Linked DNA regions of Mus musculus: region 2 is linked to region 1. Evidence: chromatin contacts called from public promoter capture Hi-C data. All regions are on one chromosome and are shown on one strand. The core of a region is the stretch at or near the end of the contact, and the rest is flanking DNA. Distances in the headings are between cores, read along the strand shown.

Region 1 (4,863 bases), core at 1,874-4,373:
ATGCCATAGTAATTTTCAAAATGAAATATGCACAGTGAACACTTTGACCTTATGCTGGGTTGTGAGGATGGATGGCTCCAGCTACCCCACAAATCATCTTGGAAAGAAGTAAGGTAAAGAACTGAAGTAACTAATTTTAAGCTCTGATCCAGTCTGGGCTGGGTTGCTCCATCCCTTGATCACTGCAAGCCATCCATCAAAATCTGTCAACAGCAGTGGCTTTGTAGGAATGAAGAAAAAGTATTTTTCTGAGCTTAGGATAAAACTGAGAACTGTGAGGAAGGTGACAGGAATTTGGACTAGGAAGTGACTGGAAGCCATGAGACATCTCAGTACTTTCTTAGGGACTTAGAAACATTGAGGTGGTGGCCCAGCCACCATTTTTATTTGCATCTGAAATGAAAGAGCCATCCCAGGAGAGCTCGGGCATCTCAGGTTGCTTATTTATGAATATCATCAGAGGAAAACATCTGCTACTTGGATGGTTCAGGCAACAGTTGCTATGTATGGAGAGAACGTGGGGTCACCTCAATTTTAAGTCCTGGTGCTTCTACTAACTAGCCACATAATCTTGGGCAAGGCACAAACTCTCAGCTTGCCTCAGTCTTTTCCAATGTTAAAGGCTGAAGAATGGATCCGGCAGTCTCAGCTAACTTCTGACTAGGTAGATCTCAGTACTTAGGAAAGCCCCCAGAAGAAAGGGTGAGGCTCAGAGAGCTAAAGTCCAGGGCATGATCAGAGGAGTGAGGCTGTTTCTGATGCGCAAAAGAGCAAAACCATTTGCAGAGAAACCCAGCCAGGTTCGGGTGAGCTGTATTCAGGGGGTGGGAGCTGGAAGGAGCAGGGACCCTGGATGTCATGTCTACACTCTTCACTCTGGAGCAGACAATAGTTATTGAAAGTTGGGGGAATACAGAAGGCAATGCGGCTTAGCCGGAGGCTCAGAGTTAGGTTTGCGGATGTCTGATACCCAACTTGGGGTGGTAAGAGTGAAACTGTGGAGAAAGAGATCGCGCAGTGCTCATGAGATCCACACGTGCACATTGATTCCTCCCCAGCTCTTTCGGAAAGGAGTTCCCTCTTGGTTGCAGCACCCTGAACTCTGACCCTTGTGTCTAAACTCTGAGCTATTAATGACCAATAAATCACTTCCGAGATTAATCTGTAGGAAGGGCCAGGGCGAGTTTGAGTATAAAATGACCTTGGATTGTTGTATGGTTAATAATCTGTACCTTCATTGCATAAGCAAATGCATTTTTGTAAATTGTGGAAACTAATAGCAGCTCTCAATGAAAAGGAAACTAATTTTTTTCTGAAAATTTTTTTTCCTGTAAATATAAAGGTTATATTATGAAAATACCTTTACAGACAGAGAAAATACAAATTTCCCCATTCCTCTTCAAGTCTTAAGATATTCTGTGGCCACTTAAAAACCCTAGGCACTGTAGTCATGTCTTAGAATAAATCCTCTGAGGGAGTAAATCCAAATGGAAACTTCTAGCAAACTTAACAGTTTAATGAAGCAGATTTGCTTCAGCAGGAGCACAGACTATGTCCAGAGCAACTTCTAGAATGAGGGAGCTGGAGCTAGATCATCTCCTCCTGGAGTCCCCCCGCCTTCTCTCTGAAACTTGTCTCTCTGGTACCCACTCCTACCCTCTTCCTTTAAACCTTGGGGTTTTGCAGTGATAGTTTCAGGTCAAACAACAGAAGAACGCTTTTCTCATTGTATATATTAAACACTTGGCACATGGTATTTTAAATGCTGGTACCAGGCTTCAAACACACACAAGTTCTGGAAGAATCTAAAGGCATTTTTAAGGTGGTGATAGGAAAGTTGGACAAGTGGGGCTTTAAAATCTCAGGGAAAATAACATTAACTTCAGCAATGGTCACTTCTTCACCTCCACTTTAGATCTGACCCAGGGATACAGATCTCAGAGTCTAATTTTTTTTTTTTAGCATGTTAGTAGAATGAGGGTCAGATGCTCTCTCAAGTTGTCGTTGACCAGTTACCACTCTAGTGGGAGGGGAAAGAAACCAAGACTAGAGATGAGAGAAATTCACAGATATTATGGGATAAAAGTCACAGCATCTCCTCCTTGGTATTCCAATGAGTCACAGGGAGCTGGGATTTTTCCCCCCTCCATTTGTAGATGAAGAAATTGAAATTGGGTGAAGTTAAGAAGCTTGGTTAGCAACAGATAAGCAGCATGGTTATGACTAGATTTTGGGGTCTTCATCTTCTCTTCTGCCTGTCTAAGGGGAATTCTTACTTTTAAAACAAAGAAGAAAAAAAGGTTGCTCAATTATGTAATTTCACTTATAGTTGTTTGACTAGAAATAAATGATATCTTTTTAACAAGAATCTGTCGACAAAAAAGCTAGTTAATGCTTAAGAAAAAAAAATAATTTGATTGAAAAATCCTTTGTTTCAGTGGTCTTGTGCAGACCTGGACTTAATGAATGGCTACCTCTAACTCCCCTTGCTGCAAGAATACAAAAGGACCCAGAGGCAAGCCCATGGCAAATTGCCACTCCAAACAAATTGCTGTCTGTGAGCTCTCACACTTGAATTACCCTTCCAGGATTAAGGCTTGAGACTGTGAAAAATTAAAAATGTTGCCTAAGCCAGGAAATAGCAAATGAATCACAAGTCTCACTAGGAAGCTTAACTCTAGATCTAATCTTCCACTTTGGTGACGTTTAAACTGTGCGTTATCTTTAACAGACCAAATCCCCCCTCTGGCAGGATCTGGAGATGCTATTTTTGTGGTAATTAAAAATTTTTTTTAAATCACATGGCCTGTTCTTTATGTTCAGTTTATGTAGGAGTTGAGACCACTTCAAACATAACTTTTCTTCCCTAGTCAGATGGCTATTTAATATCATGTCATTCGCTGGTTGAAATAAAATAAGTTAATCAGCACAAAAGAAATACATGAACACCCCAAAAAGAATTGAAATGTATCTCTGAGAAATGATTTTTCTTTTCCAAAGCCAGACATCAAAGGCTGCCTCTTGAAGAAAGTTTATTTTGAGAAGCTTCAGTCAAAACAATTTGGAAACTATGAAATGAGTCAGTCTTTCTTAAAGAAATGTAACTTTGTCTGTTCCCTTGCATTTTGGGTTTGGTAGGAGACATCTTTATTCCACGGGGTTTTGAAAGCATGTTTAGGATTCCATAGGTTTAGTATAACATCACTAATGGTTTCTAATGAGATCCAGGCAGTGGCGAGAGGGAGAGAAAAGAACAGCACAAAAGCTGAATTTTACACCACCAAGCACCATGTAAAATGTGGGAAAGGCTCCACACTTTATCTGTTGCCGAGGCCATGTGGAATGGAAGGGGAAAGTTCGCAGGCAATCAACCAGACGTGTGGACAGCACGACACCCAGGGTTTGGCTCTTCAGAATCAGACATCCAAATGGCTGGATTTGTAATGGTGCCTGTGCATATGCAGGGAATGTCAGTATCTAGATATTGTAGTGATCCTACTGGGCTCTTCAGGCTCCAGTTACTTGCTTGGTTCAAGTCTCATAGACGCCTTTCCTCTGGGGAGCATATCTGTGTAGCCATCAGAGGATGAGGCTAAAATAAAATTTCCTCAAGCTTCCAGCATCTCTGGCATTTGCAGGACACTGGATGAGGGGAGAGTTGGAGTGGGTGGCGTCATGCATGGGGGAGTCAGTTTTCTATGGACTCACTTAGCAAATTGCAACTCGAGGCAATCCCACAAGTATTGAGTTCAGAGTCTATACATAGAGTACTACAGTCTGCAGAGAGGGGCAGGCAAACAAAGAGAAAAGAAGACATAATTTCTGCCTCCACTACCATCCAGTCAGGAGCATAGACAAACAGGCAACGGCCTTACAACATGGATAGAGTTGTATGGGGAATGCGAAATCCTCCCAACCTCTTTTCAAACGAAGTAGAACAAATTGTTTGGGGACAGGAAGTGGGAAGATTTGAAAAGGAAATGGTAAAACTCGATGTCTCAGAAACGCAGAATATTTTTACAAGGAAGTCTCAGTGTCTTAAATTATTTACGGTGAGAGTTACCCATACATTCGACAAGTACTGAACTAGCATACAACATTCCGGGACTCTGCTAGGAAAGTTAATATTTTCACATTATTTACCCAATATTTACATAACTTTACATTTCATCGAGTTTCTTCTGAAAAACTTCTGTTTTGACTTTCAACTGCATAATAAAATTGGGTCAGTTCACCATCTGTGTTACTTGTCCTCCGATGGGCAACGGGTTTGACAAGTTACCTGATCAATTCACGTGCAGAAACATGATTCTAAATCTTCTAGGAAGTATCCCTCCATCCTCGTTTCCCCTTATAACTCACCAACAACGCTGGTTGTCACCATAAAACAAAGAGAACTCTACTTCCCTGTGTAAGTAAATACACTTGGGACTGAGCCACTAGCATTAGAAAAGAAAGCTATGGTACCTTATCAAATAGAAAATTCTAAAAACCAAGCACTTCTGACTTGCTTTTAGCACAGATTCTTAGTTTAGCAGGGAGTATGCTCAAGATAATAGAGTGTTGGCTGCAGTCTGGCAGTGTTTCCAAAAAGAATCAGTGTGTGCCATACAGCCAGCTCTGGAGCTTGGTCTGCAATATCCAGCGGATAAACTGCAGTCTATAATTCCCATTTAATCAGGAGGAGAGTTCAGTGCACTGCAACATTCTCATATCTTTTACAAGAATTAATTGCTAGGGTAAACACCATTTCTTTTTACAAAAATATGTAGACACATCTAAAAAAACACAAAGACCATTTATAAAATTACTTATATCCATGTTCAGAAGTAAGTTTTGTTAATATGTGGTGAGTATAATTCT
Region 2 (4,671 bases), core at 1,648-4,147, 89 kb before region 1:
TGTTGGCTGCGACTGCCTATGCTCTGACACCGAGCCGCTAGAACAAAGGCATCTTTAAGACACTGGTGGAGGAGTTGCTCTGTTTAAGCCACTGGAGGAGGAAGCCAAGGGGGAACATGGCTTAAAATAGAGTTATGATTCGGCAGGGGAGCCAAGAAACGTGCAAGGATGTAATGGAAGTTCAAGTGTGGTAAATATTAAAGGAGATTTATGCAGAAGCGTAAAGGATGGATAATACTGTCTTGACCATAGGATCAAAGAAGGCTTCCTGGAGAAAGTGACAGTTGAGCTGGGCCTAGGATTCAGGGTGTGCAAGGAGGGAAGAGGCCCTTTCTTCATTCAGAGAGCACAAATGGAAAGTTGTAAAGTCAGGAAATGTGGACATGGAAAAGCAAACACTTCAGTCTGGCCAGGGCTCAGGACGCAGGAAGGGCACCAGGGAAGGAAGCTCAGGTTACGTATGGTCCAGACCCGAGCGTGGCTCCACTAAGAGGAAGGGCAGACCAGCAAGTCTACAGATCTTGAGAGAGGATCCTTCCTGGGTCCAGCCCCGTGGAAACGCAGCCTAAATGTAGGACAGACAGCACATACGGAGGACAGACAGCACACATGGAGGACAGACAGCACACACGGAGGAGGATTTCCTAGTTCTGTCTCCACTCCAGGTGTTTCAACTCATCCTACAGCTTTTCCCTGGGAAATAAAAGAAATAGGGCCAGCTACCCAATATCAAGGGCTCCATAAATCTTAGCAACAAGAAGAGCCTTGAGCTCAGCAAATCCTTGGGCCATTCAGAACAGTAGTTTGTGGCAGACTTCTCAAGAGCAGTAAGTTAGGCCCTCAATTCTTTGTGAACTGAATAGCTGCTCTCTCTCTCTCTCTCTCCCTCTCTCTCTCTCTCTACCCCCATCTCCCTTACCCCATCAGCCTTCCACTAAACCTACACTTGTGTGTTAAGGTGTGCAAAGCTTGGGGCATAGGAGGTACAATAGGATGGAATTGGGGAGGTGATCTTAATTTAATCACTGCTCTGTGCACGGTAACCTGGGGACCTGAGCCGGACAGTGCTACTACTGCAGAGCTACTGACCACTGGGCCAGGGTTTTAGTTCAGTTCCCACCCAGGGTGTCTTCCTACCCTGGGGACATCCTCAAGATGTTCTGCCAATTAACCAATGGCCTCCCATCATCACAGAGGCCAGGGACGGCCAAACTATGGCCTGCTGGTCAAATCCAGTCCACACATCTTTTCCGTAAGTTATTTCCTTAGAAACTAACTATTCTCATCTTGTCTATGATCCATCTGAGCCTCCAGTTTCAGAGGTGAGTTAAAGGGGCAGAAGCTACATAGCTCACAGATTTGAAAGGAAACACCATGTGATCCTGTGTTGATCACGCATGGCTATTTGCTTGTAATTGATTTGTAACAATGGTCTTAATACTCCTATCAAAAATTAAACAGAGCCAGGTGTGGTGGTGGACAACTTTCTTCCCAGCACTCAGGCAGAAGCAGACAGACATCTATGAGCCTGGTCTATGTAGCAAATTCTAGGCCAGCCTGGGCTACATAGTGAGACTTTGTCTAACAAAGAAAGAAAGAAAGAAAGAAAGAAAGAAAGAAAGAAAGAAAGAAAGAAAGAAAGAAAGAAAGAAAACAACAAAAAGCCAGGTGCCATCAGTTATCTGTCTTGATTTATATATATTCAGTTATTTACAAATTAATCATATATAGTACTATTGAAATGCTTACACATTATAAAACACAAAAAGAAGTGTAAGAGAATAATACTGAAAAAACTTATTAAAGGTCTAATTTATCAGTATTCATAGAACTTCTATTACATCTTAATCTTAGTTTTAGCACACTGTGATCAGTTATTTGAAAGCCTGGCTAGCGTGAGCTTCAGTTGATTCTGCCATTCAACTTTCAATGACAGTTGCAGCTTAGGGTTTTTTTTTTTTTTTTTAATTTTTAAAATTATATGAGTATGAGTGTTTGCTTGAATTTATACGTGAGCACCATGTGTATGTCTGGTGCTTGAGGAAGTCAGAAAAGGGTGGTAGATGCCCTGGAACCAGAATCATGGATGTTTGTGAGCCATCGAGGGGTGTTGGGGATTGAAGCCAGGTCCCCTGCAAGAACAACTGCTCTTAAGGGCTGAGTCCTCTCTCCAGTCCCTTAGTCTTGTGTTTAAGTTTATGGAAAATGGATACGTACAAGTGGGAGAGATAAACGCTTGGTATGTTGAAGCATGGAGCTAACATACTAAATCCCCCCTAATTTCCAATGTGTGTCTGTCCACCATTTCTCCTTCCAAAGCCACACGAATTTTAAATAAATTGCTTCAACTTCTACTTGTGAGATTTAAGAGTTTTATTTCCCCCTCAAGCCTAGGTATGAAGACAAGGTATGATTGTCTTGGTAGATCACACTTACAGATTTTTTCAACAACAAAATCACAAACGAAAGTCTATTTTCCACATAATTTTTTTTTTTACCATGTGAGTTTTTGCTGAAGGTGAAAATGTTGGTCAGTGACTATGGCGGTCGATGGCTGTGCGGTCGGCGACTGTACTAAGAACCTTGGGCTTGTATATCTACAGTGGGTGGACTGTGTGCTACGTGGATTGGGTTTCAGTAGAGATTACAGACCTAGGAAAAGCCTTTGGCTCCTCACACAGCCTGCTGAAAAAAGCAAGCGAGGGGCAGAGGAAGCCCTCCTCCGTGCTCCCTCAGCGAGGTGGGCACTGGCTCCCTGAGCACAACCTTCCTTGTATTTCCAGCAATTTCCCTTCTGCCTGCAGCTTCTGCACAAACCTTCAAAGCACAGGGCTCTTTAGCAATGTTAGTTTAAACTAGATAAGGCCTGCCACAGGTAAACCTTCTGACTCCACCGAGACTAGAGGGCCACGTGGCACCGAGAGCTGCGCATTCTAAGCCCCGTGCTTGCCTCTGGGGATGGTACACATGGCTAGAAAAGGGGTCAGGGGTAAGGTGTCAGGGCCAGAAGGGATGGCCAGAAAAGTACCAGAAAAAGCTTTAATTCTTTGCCCTTCCACTCCATTTTCTCTTCCCCTGCCTTCCTGCTTCTATAGCAACATTAACATCCCCCTTTCCTCTTGCCAGCTCCAGATGCACCGACCCTCCACCCTCGAGAGAGGCTCAGAAGCAGCAGGCATCCTGAAAATCGGCCTGTGCCTCCTGTGAAGTCACCAAGGTTGTGTCAGACCTGCATCACGGACTGCTTTATTTGCATCTAAGACCCCACCCCCTACATCCATCATCAGGAGTGTTCCTCTAGAGCTAAAGTTCTGTTTCACCCCCACCTCACCCCGGCACCATGTGATTTCCATACACTACTTTCATTGACTAAGGATGCCCAAAAGCATGAAAGGGAAGCAAAAGGCATTGAAACACTGACAGGTGGCACCTGGGGAGGCACCGAAGGTGTTCCGGGGTGTGGGGGAATCTCACTGAGGGAAGAAATGACCGTGACTATGAGATGACAGATCAGAACCATATTAAACCTGAACGGAGCAACAGCATCAGCTTCACAGCTTGATGGCAGAGGTGACATCAGCAACAAATACAAGAGCGGGACCCCAACTTGTCACATTTCTCTCAAACCCTCCCCCTCTAAACATTGAAAGTGTGGTAACCCGACACCTCATTTCTCTCAAATCCTTCCCTCTAATTGTTGAAAGCAATTACTGGCCACAAACTTTCCAGTGCTTGCTTGGGCTGGTACATTTTGCGCACTGGTCTAGAATGCAAATGTTTCAGTGGATTTATCATGGATATGCTTGGTATCCTTATGCTTCTTTCTTGGCAGAAGTCATTATTCAGATCCCTCCTGGAACTAGGAACTGGAAAAGGTATGTTTTCCTTGTCTAAAACCAAAGCAAGCAACAACAATAACCACAGCCACAATTGGTGGTGGACAGAAGACATATCTGATTTGAACCTGGTCAATAATGGGAGGCTAAGGCAAACTGAGTCACCTGGTGTGTGTGTTTGTTTGTTTGTTTGTTTTCTATTCAGACTGTGGACTCTGGTCCAGATCAAAGATTTATCTTTCTGTGTGTTTGTATGTGACTGTGTACACAGCACCTGCCTGTCTCTCTCATTGTTTGTATGTGAATGTGTACATACCACCTGCCTGTCTCTCTCATTGTTTGTATGTGAATGTGTACACACCACCTGACTGCCTCTCTCATTATGTGTGTGTGAATGTGTACACACCACTTGCCTGTCTCTCTCATTGTTTATGTGTAACCGTGTACACAGCACCTGCCTGTCTCTCTCATTGTTTGTATGTGACTGTGTACACACCACCTGCCTGTCTCTCTCATTGTTTATGTGTAACCGTGTACACACCACCTGCCTGCCTCTTTCATTGTGTGTGTGTAACTGTGTACACACCACCTGCCTGTCTCTCTCATGTTTGTGTGTGTGCCTGGCAGTCCTTTTGGCTTTTTGTGATGTCAGTGGAAAGCAAAACTAATTCAGAGAGAGCAGCATATTCAACTTTGCTCCTTTAGAAACATTTAATGAGCCCTAGCCAAAACTGGCTTGCAATTCAATGGATGTTGTAAGAAACACAAAGATGCCTAGTTCCATCATATCATGGGCTGTCTTATGATTAGTTACACATTTAATTTCATTCAATGG

Evidence for each region. Promoter capture Hi-C pulls out the DNA fragments that hold promoters and counts their contacts.
Region 2: a promoter capture Hi-C map of cranial neural crest shows a contact between it and region 1. The contact joins two enhancer-like sites. A contact is called at or near these places in 8 of 39 promoter capture datasets (cranial neural crest, embryonic stem cells, frontonasal cranial neural crest and 5 more), 5 of 484 Hi-C or Micro-C datasets (3T3-L1-derived adipocytes, muscle stem cells, nephron progenitors and 2 more), 2 of 115 datasets of contacts at active chromatin or transcription factors (embryonic stem cells and trophoblast stem cells) and 4 of 9 other capture datasets (adipose tissue, embryonic stem cells, liver and 1 more).

Annotation. Positions count from the first base shown.
Region 1 is chr6:34,636,616-34,641,478 of GRCm38.p6, reverse strand. The region is part of intron 1 of Cald1 (caldesmon 1); the gene reads right to left. Among named protein-coding and RNA genes, the nearest start is that of Gm13861, 15 kb to the left of the region's middle. Within about 2 kb of position 3,123, at least 34 of the 459 cell types and tissues checked have an H3K27ac peak or open chromatin away from gene starts, as enhancers often do.
Region 2 is chr6:34,725,722-34,730,392 of GRCm38.p6, reverse strand. The region is part of intron 3 of Cald1 (caldesmon 1); the gene reads right to left. It overlaps Gm38787 (a long non-coding RNA gene), which reads left to right. Exons shown (of 3, transcript XR_868972.2): 1 at 1-3,875. Among named protein-coding and RNA genes, the nearest start is that of Gm38787, 4.7 kb to the left of the region's middle. Within about 2 kb of position 2,897, at least 11 of the 459 cell types and tissues checked have an H3K27ac peak or open chromatin away from gene starts, as enhancers often do.